Regions from separate parts of the Danio rerio genome. Here region 2 is linked to region 1. Evidence: chromatin contacts called from public Hi-C data. All regions are on one chromosome and are shown on one strand. The core of a region is the stretch at or near the end of the contact, and the rest is flanking DNA. Distances in the headings are between cores, read along the strand shown. Region 1 holds the start of si:ch1073-224n8.1. Region 2 overlaps sptbn2 (spectrin, beta, non-erythrocytic 2).

Region 1 (6,101 bases), core at 1,121-3,620:
TGTTTCCCAGTGTTGGGTTGCAGCTGGAAGGGCATTCGCTGTGTAAAACATGCTGGATATGTTGCCGATTCATTCTGCTGTGTCAAACCCCTGATTAATAAAGGAACTAGGCCTAAGCTAAAAAGAAAATTAATGAATGAATGTTTGCAATTTCAGGATGTTTCAGGAATGCCAACTGATCCAGCCGCTTGGACCAGCAAACTTCTTGCTGTGAGGCAACAGTGCTAAACCCTGAGCCACCATGTCACCGTGAAGGACATTTTCATCATCTAAATAAATAAATAAATATTTTTTCAAAATAAAAAGTAAAGAATCTCATGTGAAATTAAGGATGAAGGTTCTTAGTGGACTCATTTCTTACGAGTGGCACTTATTAATATTTTTTATTTATTATTATTCATTGCATTAAAATTCTAGAATGAATCATATTGTTTTTTATTACAGTTCACCAAACAGTGTTCAAAGTTGAGAAAATTAAACCTCGGGTTTTGTGATGTGTTTGTCTTTTTCATTCTTGCGCAGTAGGTAGTGCTGTCGCCTCACAGCAAGAAGGTCGATGGTTGGAGCCACGGCTGGGTCAGTTTTTGTTTCTGTGTGGAGTTTGCATATTCTCTCCGCGTTCGCGTGGGTTTGCTCTGGGCGCTCCGGTTCCCCCAAAGTCCAAGGACATGCTATAGGTGAACTGGGTAAGCTAAATTGTGCGTAGTGTATGAGAGTGAAGTAGTGTGTATGGATGCTTACCTGATGGGTTGCACTTGGAAGGGCATCCGCTGCGTAAAACATATGCTGGGTAAGTTGGCGGTTCATTCCGCTGTGGCAACCCCAAATTAATAAAGGGACTGAGCCGATAAGAAAATGAATGAATGGCACATGCGATTGATTCCTTATCCATGTCAAAAATACTGTGATCTGCCACCAGATGCCGCTGCAGCATAAACAACATGATCAGAACACAACAGATGGCAAAAGCAGCACTGTTCAGCACAGGAACTGAACGTTACGCAAACTGCACAATGCAACATATATATAATAGCAGTGTTATGGAGTGCAATTAGGCTATATTTAGGCTATACTATGCAATTTCTAATTGATTTAATTTTTAATTGTTAATAAAGTTAGAGAGATCTTTGAGTTTTACACATAAATATTGTCCAACAGAAAATCAAAAGGTCTTTTTTGAACATGAAACCTCATTCTGCCATCAGACTGTCCCAATTTGACTAAAATAAGTAACCGCTTAATTGCATTTTTTATTTTTATTTTTTACTTTAAACTCAGTAAATTAACTCAGTGTTTCTCAAACATGTTCCTGGAGGACCACTCTGCACATTCTCCATGTCTCCTTAACCATGCACACCTAATTCAGATCATCAGCTCATTAGCAGAGACACTGAAAAACACTGGATTGATTAACTATATACAGCTATACATTTTCACAGAGCATCACGTTTTTTTAAAATCTGTTTGATATATTAATCCAGAGATTTATCCTCAAGTCAACATATCCCGAATATATATTCTCAAGGTTTTCATTTTAAAAGGTCTTTAAAAATAAAGACTGCTTTACTGCTATCTAAATAAAGATGAAGGCACTTGCATTCCAATTTTTGGGCGATGTTACATTTTTTAAAATGTGAAAACAAAATTAACACGGTCAAGGTACGGCTAGAACTACAATGCACATAAACACTGACACTTTTATTGTTTTTTAACAATACAATCATATTAAATATAACAGTGGATGATATCAAGTACAAAAATAAACAAGAATAAAATCAATAAAAGAAAAGAAATTATGATAAATAATATATAAACAAATATATATATATATATATATATATATATATATATATATATATATATATATATATATATATATATATAATTTAGCATTATTTCTTTTCTTTTATTGATTTTGTCCTTGTTTATTTTTTTACTTGATATCATCCACTGTTATGTTTAAAATGATTGTATTGTTAAAACACACTAAAAGTATATATATATATCAAATTAAATAACATTAACAAATTTCTCATAAAATGTTTTTACACTTTTTTGCTGTAAACATTTTGTAAAGTAGTAATTAAACAATTTAAACCACAAAGAAAATTCTGCAAATTAGGAAATGATAAAGACAATTTACATTTGTGAATATTATATTTACCCATTAAATAAATTGCCTATAAATTATGTTATGTTTGTCATGAGAAAAGTAACAAATTATATCACACATGGAAAAATCGATGTTAAACTTACATTTTTAAATTATATCAATAAATATAGTAAAAAAAAAAATCTGTGGAAATCGTCATTAATATGCGCTTTGTTTACGCGGGCGGATGTCATTAAGCCGCGACCGCATCTTTGACCAATCAAAAGTCAGGATTGACCTCAGGCGTTTGTACTGTGGAATGAAGGCTCTGGCGCGTAGCGACAAAACAGTTAATATATTAATGCAGATTAACAATAATATTATCGGGAGTGTTCACTGTGGCTATTTATCCAGCTTTCACTAAAACCAAGTAAGCGACCGCCTCCGTTTACAGGAGGAATGTGTGGGCTAGTTTGCTAATGGCAATGCTACAGTAGCTTGGCTGGCTCATCTTTAGTTTTTGTTAATACTGTCGCTGCGAGACAACATAAGATGAACATTTCCTTCTACGCAGCATTAATATTTCACAGCATTAACTAATAAAATAGGGGTAAACCTGTTGGTTTGGGTGGACAACTGAAGAATTCACAATGAACTCAAAGCGCAACAACAGCGAAAGCGGAGCGGGTAGAATCAACCCAGGCTCCGTTTCAGCATCAGCAAACAGCAGCGCATCCGCGAGCTCCTCTCACCGAAAACAAACTATCATCAACTCGTCCCACAAAGGAGAGAAGGAGGAGTGCATGCAGAACGCGGCCCGCGACAAAAATCTGTCCATCTCCACACTCCGAACCCGCCTCGGACCGACCATTCGGTCCACTCTGTCTGCGGCGGTGGACACTCTTCTGGGCGAGATCGTGACGGTGCTGTCCGAGACCCAGCGCGAGCTCCAGACCAAAGAGCAAGAGAACGAGAAGCTGAAGGTCCGGCTCGAGGTGTCCGAGAGAGAGCTCAAGACGCTACAGGAGTGCCTGTGTAGCGCGCAGAAATTAATCGACCAGCTTCAGGGTCCCTTTGGAAACCCGCCCATGACGGGACATCAGGTGTACTCCACTGCTGGACACTTGAATTCGAGCCGCCTGACTCACCGGAACGCACCTGAGCCGGACCCGCGCTGCTTTACTGGAGCTGAACCCGAGCTGAGTGGCGCTCTGGGCGATGCCATACACGGCTTTGACTCCAGGGAGGAATTCAAGAGCTGCCACCTCTCCATTCAGGCCGACGGGACGGTGACCAACAGCTTCTATGACCCGATATCTGTGCATTCATCTAATATCTGCTCAGACATGAACCGACCTGGTAAGACAACACTCACTTGTATATACAATACATTCAGGTTCTGTTGCTCAACAACACGAAGGGATTCAGGGTAGACAAGATGCAGAGTAAATTAGTAACATATTTTGTTTTGACACTTTTACACATCGGATGACTTTGGATATTTAGATTTTCCAGACACTTAGGTTGCTGCTTATATTTTAATCTCAAAATGACTGTTATCATCTTGCAATTGGAAGGTTCTATCTGACATCTTTATCAATATTGAAGTGTTCATGTTCTGTTTCTGGGGCAGCATATTTACCTTATGTGATGTGTTTTACTTGTGTAAGTTTTGCCATATGGAATGCAAATCTTTAAAGCTCAATATTTCAAAACACTTACAGTGCTCAGCATATATAAGTACATCCCTCACAAATCTCTAATTTCGATTAAAATTTTTAGAGGAAGTTTATATTATTATTTTATTATTATATTATGTTTGTGCATATTCATTAGATTAGTCAGTACTGAAGTCAAATCTGGAGCTAATCTAACAAAATAACTGATGATAGCTGGCCAATATTAGTACAACCAAATTTATGTTTGGGGAAAAAAAAAAAAGAAACAATGTAAAAAGGGCAAAATTCAAGAGAAACAAAAATTAATTTGTATTTTTTTTTTCTCCAACATTTCACATGGATTTAATTTTATTATCTTTGCATTTCTAAAAATTTTCGGTGACTAAAATGTTATTTTAACAAATATATCTGTTTAATAAATCTGTTTTGTTTAAATGTTAAAATGTACTCATTTATGCTGAGCACCATATTTATTAATTTTAAAACAGATTTTCTTATTCCTTAAACATCTGATGTCTGGTACTTTTACTTTTTCTACATTTCTGCCAGTCATAATATTTTTTGCACTGCTTTTTGATGCGATTAGACTGTTATAGACTAGAATAGACATGGGCCGATATAAGATTCTGATGGTATGATAACCTTGGATAAAAATATCACGGTTCGATACCATGGTATTGTGATTACTGCTCTAAAATAAGTTTTGTTTATATGTCTGTGTAAAAAAAAATACTTTTTTCCCCTTTGAACACAATATTTTGAGAAACATTTAAAATATTTTGGAGCAGTAAACATGTCAGGCTAAATTATTTAAATTAATCTTTGACTTCTGCTGTCTTCAATAGTTTCAAAAACACTCATTTCTGTACAATTTGAAATGGCATTTTTGGAGATCTTTTCTGCTGGAGATACTGTTGTCCTAAAAAAAACGTTTAAAAAAAGTTTTTAAAAAATCTTACACATACCGTAGGAATTGTTTAGCAGACAATTTTGGCGGTTTTAAAACCTTGACTTTTCCAAACCGTGTTATACCTTGAACAAGGTTATCATCCCATGCCTAGACTAGAATTTGATTTGTTATAGATTTTATCAACACCAATAACTAGGTTGAATCAAACAGGTCAAAAACAAATTAAATGTATCCTGAAGATATAAAGTAAATTAGTCTTGATTTTTTTTCTTTTACAAAACTAATGAAAATGAAATTATTTGAAGTTGAATATACATGTTGTATTTATTGATCAGTAATGCTGGTTGATTAGTTCATTAACAAATGAAAACAAAAAAGTAACAGCGCAGTAGTACATGCTGAGGTCAACAAATGAGAGAGTCAACTTTTACAGGGTCTATTAACATTTCTTATTAACTAACAGGCATGAACCCCCTGGCCATCTTTTAATGCCGGTTATTACCAATTAAGTTGATATATTTTTATAAACAATTCAGTAATGAAGATAAATTCTAGCATTCACCAATATTATATCTCTAAATAAATATATCAAACTGACATTATATACAAGGCATCTAAGATTGGTATGAAGCACAATGCAGTAACAGGCTGCGAGTGGACTTTATGCACAACTAGTGTTTTTCAGCCAATGATGACCTTCCAGGGAAAGGTTTATATGACCATTTTCAATTTCATAAGGTTTCTTTTACAGCATCGATGTTGTAATGCAATTCAAATATAATCAGTTAAATAGACTTGAGCATCTACTTGGTTGTTAAAGGGTAAAAAGAGAAGAAAAAAACATTTAAACACAGGCTCCCTAATTAGCAGCAGGCTAGCGCAAAAACTCTATTGAAAATACTGTGCTAAAATTAATTTCCATATTGTAAAGACATGACATTTTATGCAGTGCTTCTTGTTTGGTCTGATACCCACTTTATATCAAATCTCAGCCAGGCAGTGAAAATAACTTTTAACCGTTAATAACAGTTTTTCTTTTAAAGAAATCAGATCTTAAACACAGTGATTTTGTATGGGATGAAAATTCACCGAAAGCGCTGAGGCTGGCTGACTTAAATTAAAAGTCTGCGTGCATGTACCCCATTGTTATCATTATTTCTTACCAGTGTATAAATATGTGTGACAGGTGAGATGGTGGACGATAGCAGAAGACTCTCACACACCAGACCCCAAAACCCTCCCTCACACCCCAGCTTCTCCATCAAAGAGGAGCAGGTTCCCGGCTCTGGACAGCTGTGTGTTCAGGGCCGAGATCCACCCACAGAATCCGAGCATTCAGCACAGAGTGTGTGTGATCTGGCATATGTCCACGTGGTGGAGGAAGAAAGAGGCTCCCGTTCGCACCATCATCCCTCCAAAC
Region 2 (5,344 bases), core at 946-3,445, 180 kb after region 1:
AAGCCAATCTTACACATTTAGAGCTGAAAAAAGATTTGATCCGTTTATTTCTCAAGTCTTTGGGTGTGAGTTATCTCTCTTTACACGCTGTTACATGATGAACGAATGACTTAAAAACCAAAAGACTCGAAAGTTGAACTAATCATAGCTCTTTTCAGCTCACACTGTGTGCATTGGTTAAGCTTATATGAGACTGTCAATAAACGAACTACTCAGATTTGAAGACCTGTCAGAAGAGGTGAGCTGACGTAGACAAAAGAACAGGTAAACAATAAATGATTATTTTCTCTCTCATAGCATTCTTTATGATTTGCTTGTTGCGTGATCAACATTTGGGCTAATTGAAAATGAGTTCGGAAGCAATTCGTAACATTTGAATAATATTTTGGCAAATTGAACGAAATGACTCGAAAAAAGATTTGTTTACCTCAAAGAAGAGACTCAAAGGTGCAAGTCAGTAAAATAATCAGACTTCCCATCATTAACAATGACTGATGCAACAAAAATTAGAGAGTTCAATAAATTACTATTTAACATATTGTTTATTAATAAAAACAGATTACACACTTGGCCTTTAATTAAAAGAAATACTAAAATACATATAAAAAGACTAATCCATTTAAGGTCTGGCATTACAAGGTAAATTAAATGTGCAACACATAAACAAAAAATATACACAGCAGAACTTCCAGCAAGTACACACAAATGGTAAAACTTTCAAGGTTTTTTTAGGTGAAACTTTTTTAGATGATAGAATAGGTTGGTTGTATTGCCAGACCACTTCCATACAATCGAATTCATACTGCCTTTTTTGTCGATAATTTCAACTTAAGTTTAATTTCCCTTTCGTCACTGCTTCCTCTCAGTATTTCTTTATTTTTGTTGTCTTGTCAAGTTTGTTAGCAAAGTGAGGTAGGAAATGGTCTTTTGACTTTGACTTGCATGCTGCATGCTGATTTGGTTGTTGTCGCATATTGCTGCTGTGTGATGGACTCTCGAGTAAAAATGTCCAGAGTTTATCATCATTATCAAAATAAAATGTATTGCAATTTGATATGATATTGTTTAACAGCCCTATTTTGAGTTATTTACTTTTTTACCCTATTGTCAGATTTGTAAAAATCTTGTATTAAGCATGAACATATTTTTAAAGTAAATTTCTTGATTCAAGAATGTTTAGATCTTTTTACAAACATGATGATAAGATTTTATTTGGGAATGTTTTGCCTATAGGTAATGTTTGCCAGTAGCAAAAAATAAGCTGTGTAGGCATTGTTTTAGCACACTCATTCAATGTGGCTACATTGTGGCATATAACACCCACTTTTCAACATCTAATCCATTTCCGATGGATGACTTCAGGCCCTGCTCAAAAGATTATCTCACTAAATATGATAAACATCAATACAGAGAAGTAAAATGCGCTGCAAATATAATTTTTATGTTGACAAAAATTGATTGATCGTCAGTATACATTCTAGACATGTCCATTTAACCCCAAATGCGTGTTTGACAGGTTCACTGAGAAGGGCAATTTGGAGGTTTTGCTCTTCACCATTCAAAGTAAAATGAGAGCAAACAATCAGAAGGTATACATGCCAAGAGAGGGAAAACTTATCTCTGACATCAACAAGGTATGTACACATCAAATACTACATATAGATCTACAAAAATAGCTTGAGTATTGATTAACACCCATGGCCGGTTGTGTTTGCTGCTTGTCTGAGAAGGCGTGGGAGAGGCTGGAGAAAGCAGAGCATGAGAGAGAGTTGGCACTGAGAAACGAACTGATTCGTCAAGAGAAGCTGGAGATGCTGGCTGCACGTTTTGATCGCAAAGCAGCAATGAGAGAAACCTGGCTCAGTGAAAACCAGCGGCTGGTGTCACAGGTAAGGCAGAGTCACACAAAGAGGAAATATTTATCGTTTCATGTGCAATGATGAATAACACCGAATGTTTTTAATCCCTTCAGGACAATTTTGGTGTTGAACTGGGTGCTGTGGAGGCTGCCACTCGCAAACACGAGGCCATCGAGACGGACATCCAGGCATATGGTGAGCGTGTAGCCGCCGTAGAAGCTGTCGCTCGAGAACTGGAAGCAGAGGGATATCATGAAGTGCGACGTGTGCTGGCGCGGAGGGATAATGTGCTCAGGCTGTGGGAGTATCTGAAGGAACTGCTTGCAGCACGACGAGAGAGGCTGATGGCACACCGTGACCTGCAGCGCCTCCTACAGGAATTGAGCTACATCATGGAATGGATGGAAGACATGAAGGTAATGACTTAATCTTAACTGCTATATTAAAATATATGTTATTTTAGAATTGAAAAGTTTTATCTGTTAAAAACAAAAGAAGATATTTTGAAGATAAACACTGAAAACCTGTAACAATTGACTTCCATAGTAGGGAAAAAACAATGTCATTGGTTACAGGTTTCCAACTTTCTTCAAAATATTTTCTTTCAAAACATCAAGAACAAACCTCAAACAGGTTTGTGACTAGAAAAGAGAGAGTAAATGATGACAGAATCTTTATTTTTGGGAGAACTATGCCTTTAATTTCCAATTATTTTTTGCCTGCATTTATTGTGTTTAGTGTGCAATCACTTAACAGTGTGTATTTGTGTATTCGTGTTTAGAGTCGTTTGCAATCTCAGGACAGTGGAAAACACCTTCATGATGTGGAAGACTTGCTCCAGAAGCACACACTGGTGGAAGCTGATATATCTGCACAGGCTGAGAGAGTCAAAGCTGTTCAGGCCACTGCAAAGAGATTTGCTTCAAATGAACAGAGTAAGGATACTTCCCACAAACTATATAGATCAGTTTTTTATCCATGTTCATGGTGGACCTCCAGCTCTGCACATTTTCCATGTCTCCTGGTGGTCCTCCAGGAATGTGGTTGAGAAACACTGATATATATATATTCTTGAAATTGTGTTCAAGATCAAAACACAGTCGCTTCTCTTATTGCTTTAGGTTACAAGCCATGTGACCCAGCACTGGTTGAAGAGAAAGTGGATCTTCTGGGTCGAGCGTATGGAGAACTGGGCCAGCTGGCTGCGGATCGACGAGTTCGTCTAGATGACTCCCGAAGACTCTGGCAGTTCCTGTGGGAGCTGGGAGAAGAGGCCGCCTGGATCCGAGAGCAGGAGCAGATCATCTCTGGAGGAGACTACGGTAAAGATCTGAGCTCCGCTCTTCACCTCCTGTCTAAACATGAGGCTTTTCGGGATGAGATGGCAGCTCGGTATGGCCCTCTGGGGAACAGCATTGCTGGTGGAGAAGCTCTGGTGAAGGAAGGCCACGTTGGAGCACCTGAGGTGACTGAGAGGATTAAGGATGTGAGAGCACAGTGGTCACACCTAGAGGAGGTATATAAGAAAATAAACACACTTTATAATCTAGCTTCACTGTCTTATTCCACGATTAACACTCTATCTCTCTTTTCAAAGGCCTCACAGTTGCGGGAGCAGAGGCTGAATGAGTCTGTTGCTTTCCATCAATTCCAGACTGACGCCAATGACATGGAGGCTTGGATACTGGAAACATTAAGACAGGTAAAATAAGAACTGTTCTGTTGAGTAGTTTCTATTCTGAGATTTTTCTGTTTTATAGCGAGTTAGTGTTACACAGCATAGTTGCTTAGATCAGTTAGCTGACTGGATCTTTTGTTCTGTTTGTCCTGTTTTCAGGTCTCCAGTCAAGAAGTGGGCCATGATGAGTTTTCCACACAGACTCTGGCCAGAAAGCAGAGAGAGGTGGAAGAGGAGATTCAAAGTCACCGATCACTCATAGATTCATTACATGAACAGGGCTCATTACTGCCTGAGGCATATGCACATTCCCCACAGGTACACACAGTATCACTCAAATTATATGTTTAAAACTACCTTTCCTATTTTTGGGATTTCCTGTGTATACTACCATACACAAAGCTGGGCCTTAGAAAAATAATTTTTCAAGAAGCTAGGATTTTTAAGCAAGAATAAAATGTGAATATTTCTTAAGCACCAAATCAGATTACATCATGTCCCTAACTACATACGAAGTGTGACACAATAGAAAATTTTAAATACCACAGTCACACAAGCGCAGATAAGTGCACTGTACTCCTAAAAAAACTGGTAAGGTATTTAATCTAATTTCTATATATATATATACATATATATATATATATATATATATATATATACATATATATATATATACATATAATATATATATATATTAAACACCTTTATTTAAAACATAATTATAAGTACATTCTGATTGACTGGTATTTGTTGATTTGCACTGATTTACAGTGGGCTATATGCACAGCTAGTGTTTTTCAGCCAATGGTAAAGGTTTCTTTTCAATTTTATAAGGTTCCTTTTACAACACCGACACTGTAATATAATTAAAATACATTTAGTTAAATAAACCCAAGCGTTCATTTAATTTGTCACACACTAAATGAGATGGTAAACCGTGTAACCCCTAGCACCGTTAGGGGCGGCAGGCTAATGCAGAAACTTCATTCAAAATACTGAGGTAAAATAAATGTTTGTATTTTAAAGAGATGGCAGGGAGACATTTAATTAAATGCACTTGTTGTCTGGTCTGAGACCCACTTTATATCAAATATCAATTAGGCAGTGAAGATTACTGATTTTTAAAGAAAACTGATCTTAAACGTGGCGATTTTGTAATGGAAAGACAATTTACCGGAAGCCGTCGGGCTGGCTGTGAAAATTAAAAGTCTGTGTGCATATACCCTGTTATAATGTTCATTTTGAAAACTATATGCTTGTTAGTTATTTTAATCTGAGGTAAACGATCTGCTTCCACTTACAGTAGTATGGCAATAAATGTCATGAAATGTAATGTTCGAACTTACATTAGTAACATTTAGCACTGAATAAAGTGCATAACCAGCACCTGACGTGATCATTGTCATAGTTTATGCTGTTGTTCAGCCGCTTCATTGCAGAAATAGAAACAGTTAGTTAAAAATAGAACAGTAGTTTCTAAAATAAAAATTTGTGCTTTACTGTCATGGATGGTTATGACAGTCCTTATAACATGGTCGCTGCATCTTGTCTCGTGTAGTTAGGACAATTTTATTAGAATGATTTCGGAAGGGTCAGGTAACACCTGAGTAATGTCTGCTGAAAATTTTACTTAAACATTTAAATAAATTCAAATATATATTTTTAATTGGAATAATATTTCAATATAACTCCATTCATTTCAATAAATGTAGGTGAACATGATTTAACAAAATAGATTTGGTGAACATGAAAATTATATTAAAACCATTAGAAATATTGTTCAAGTGCCAGATTTTTAAATGCTAGT

What was found. A called contact is a pair of places that touch in the nucleus more often than the background predicts.
Region 2: a Hi-C map of an unstated tissue shows a contact between it and region 1, with 5 times the contacts expected there. The contact joins the enhancer-like site here to the promoter of si:ch1073-224n8.1 in region 1. A contact is called at or near these places in 2 of 18 Hi-C or Micro-C datasets (embryo and an unstated tissue) and 1 of 4 datasets of contacts at active chromatin or transcription factors (embryo).

What each region holds. Positions count from the first base shown.
Region 1 is chr5:38,404,274-38,410,374 of GRCz12tu, forward strand. si:ch1073-224n8.1 reads left to right here and starts at 2,371. Exons shown (of 2, transcript XM_001921528.6): 1 at 2,371-3,451; 2 at 5,868-6,101. The coding sequence starts at 2,743.
Region 2 is chr5:38,586,721-38,592,064 of GRCz12tu, forward strand. sptbn2 (spectrin, beta, non-erythrocytic 2) reads left to right here. Exons shown (of 42, transcript NM_001423118.1): 10 at 1,517-1,634; 11 at 1,731-1,889; 12 at 1,973-2,275; 13 at 2,641-2,794; 14 at 2,981-3,375; 15 at 3,457-3,561; 16 at 3,697-3,855. Among named protein-coding and RNA genes, the nearest start is that of cdc42ep2, 33 kb to the right of the region's middle. Within about 2 kb of position 2,196, at least 3 of the 62 cell types and tissues checked have an H3K27ac peak or open chromatin away from gene starts, as enhancers often do.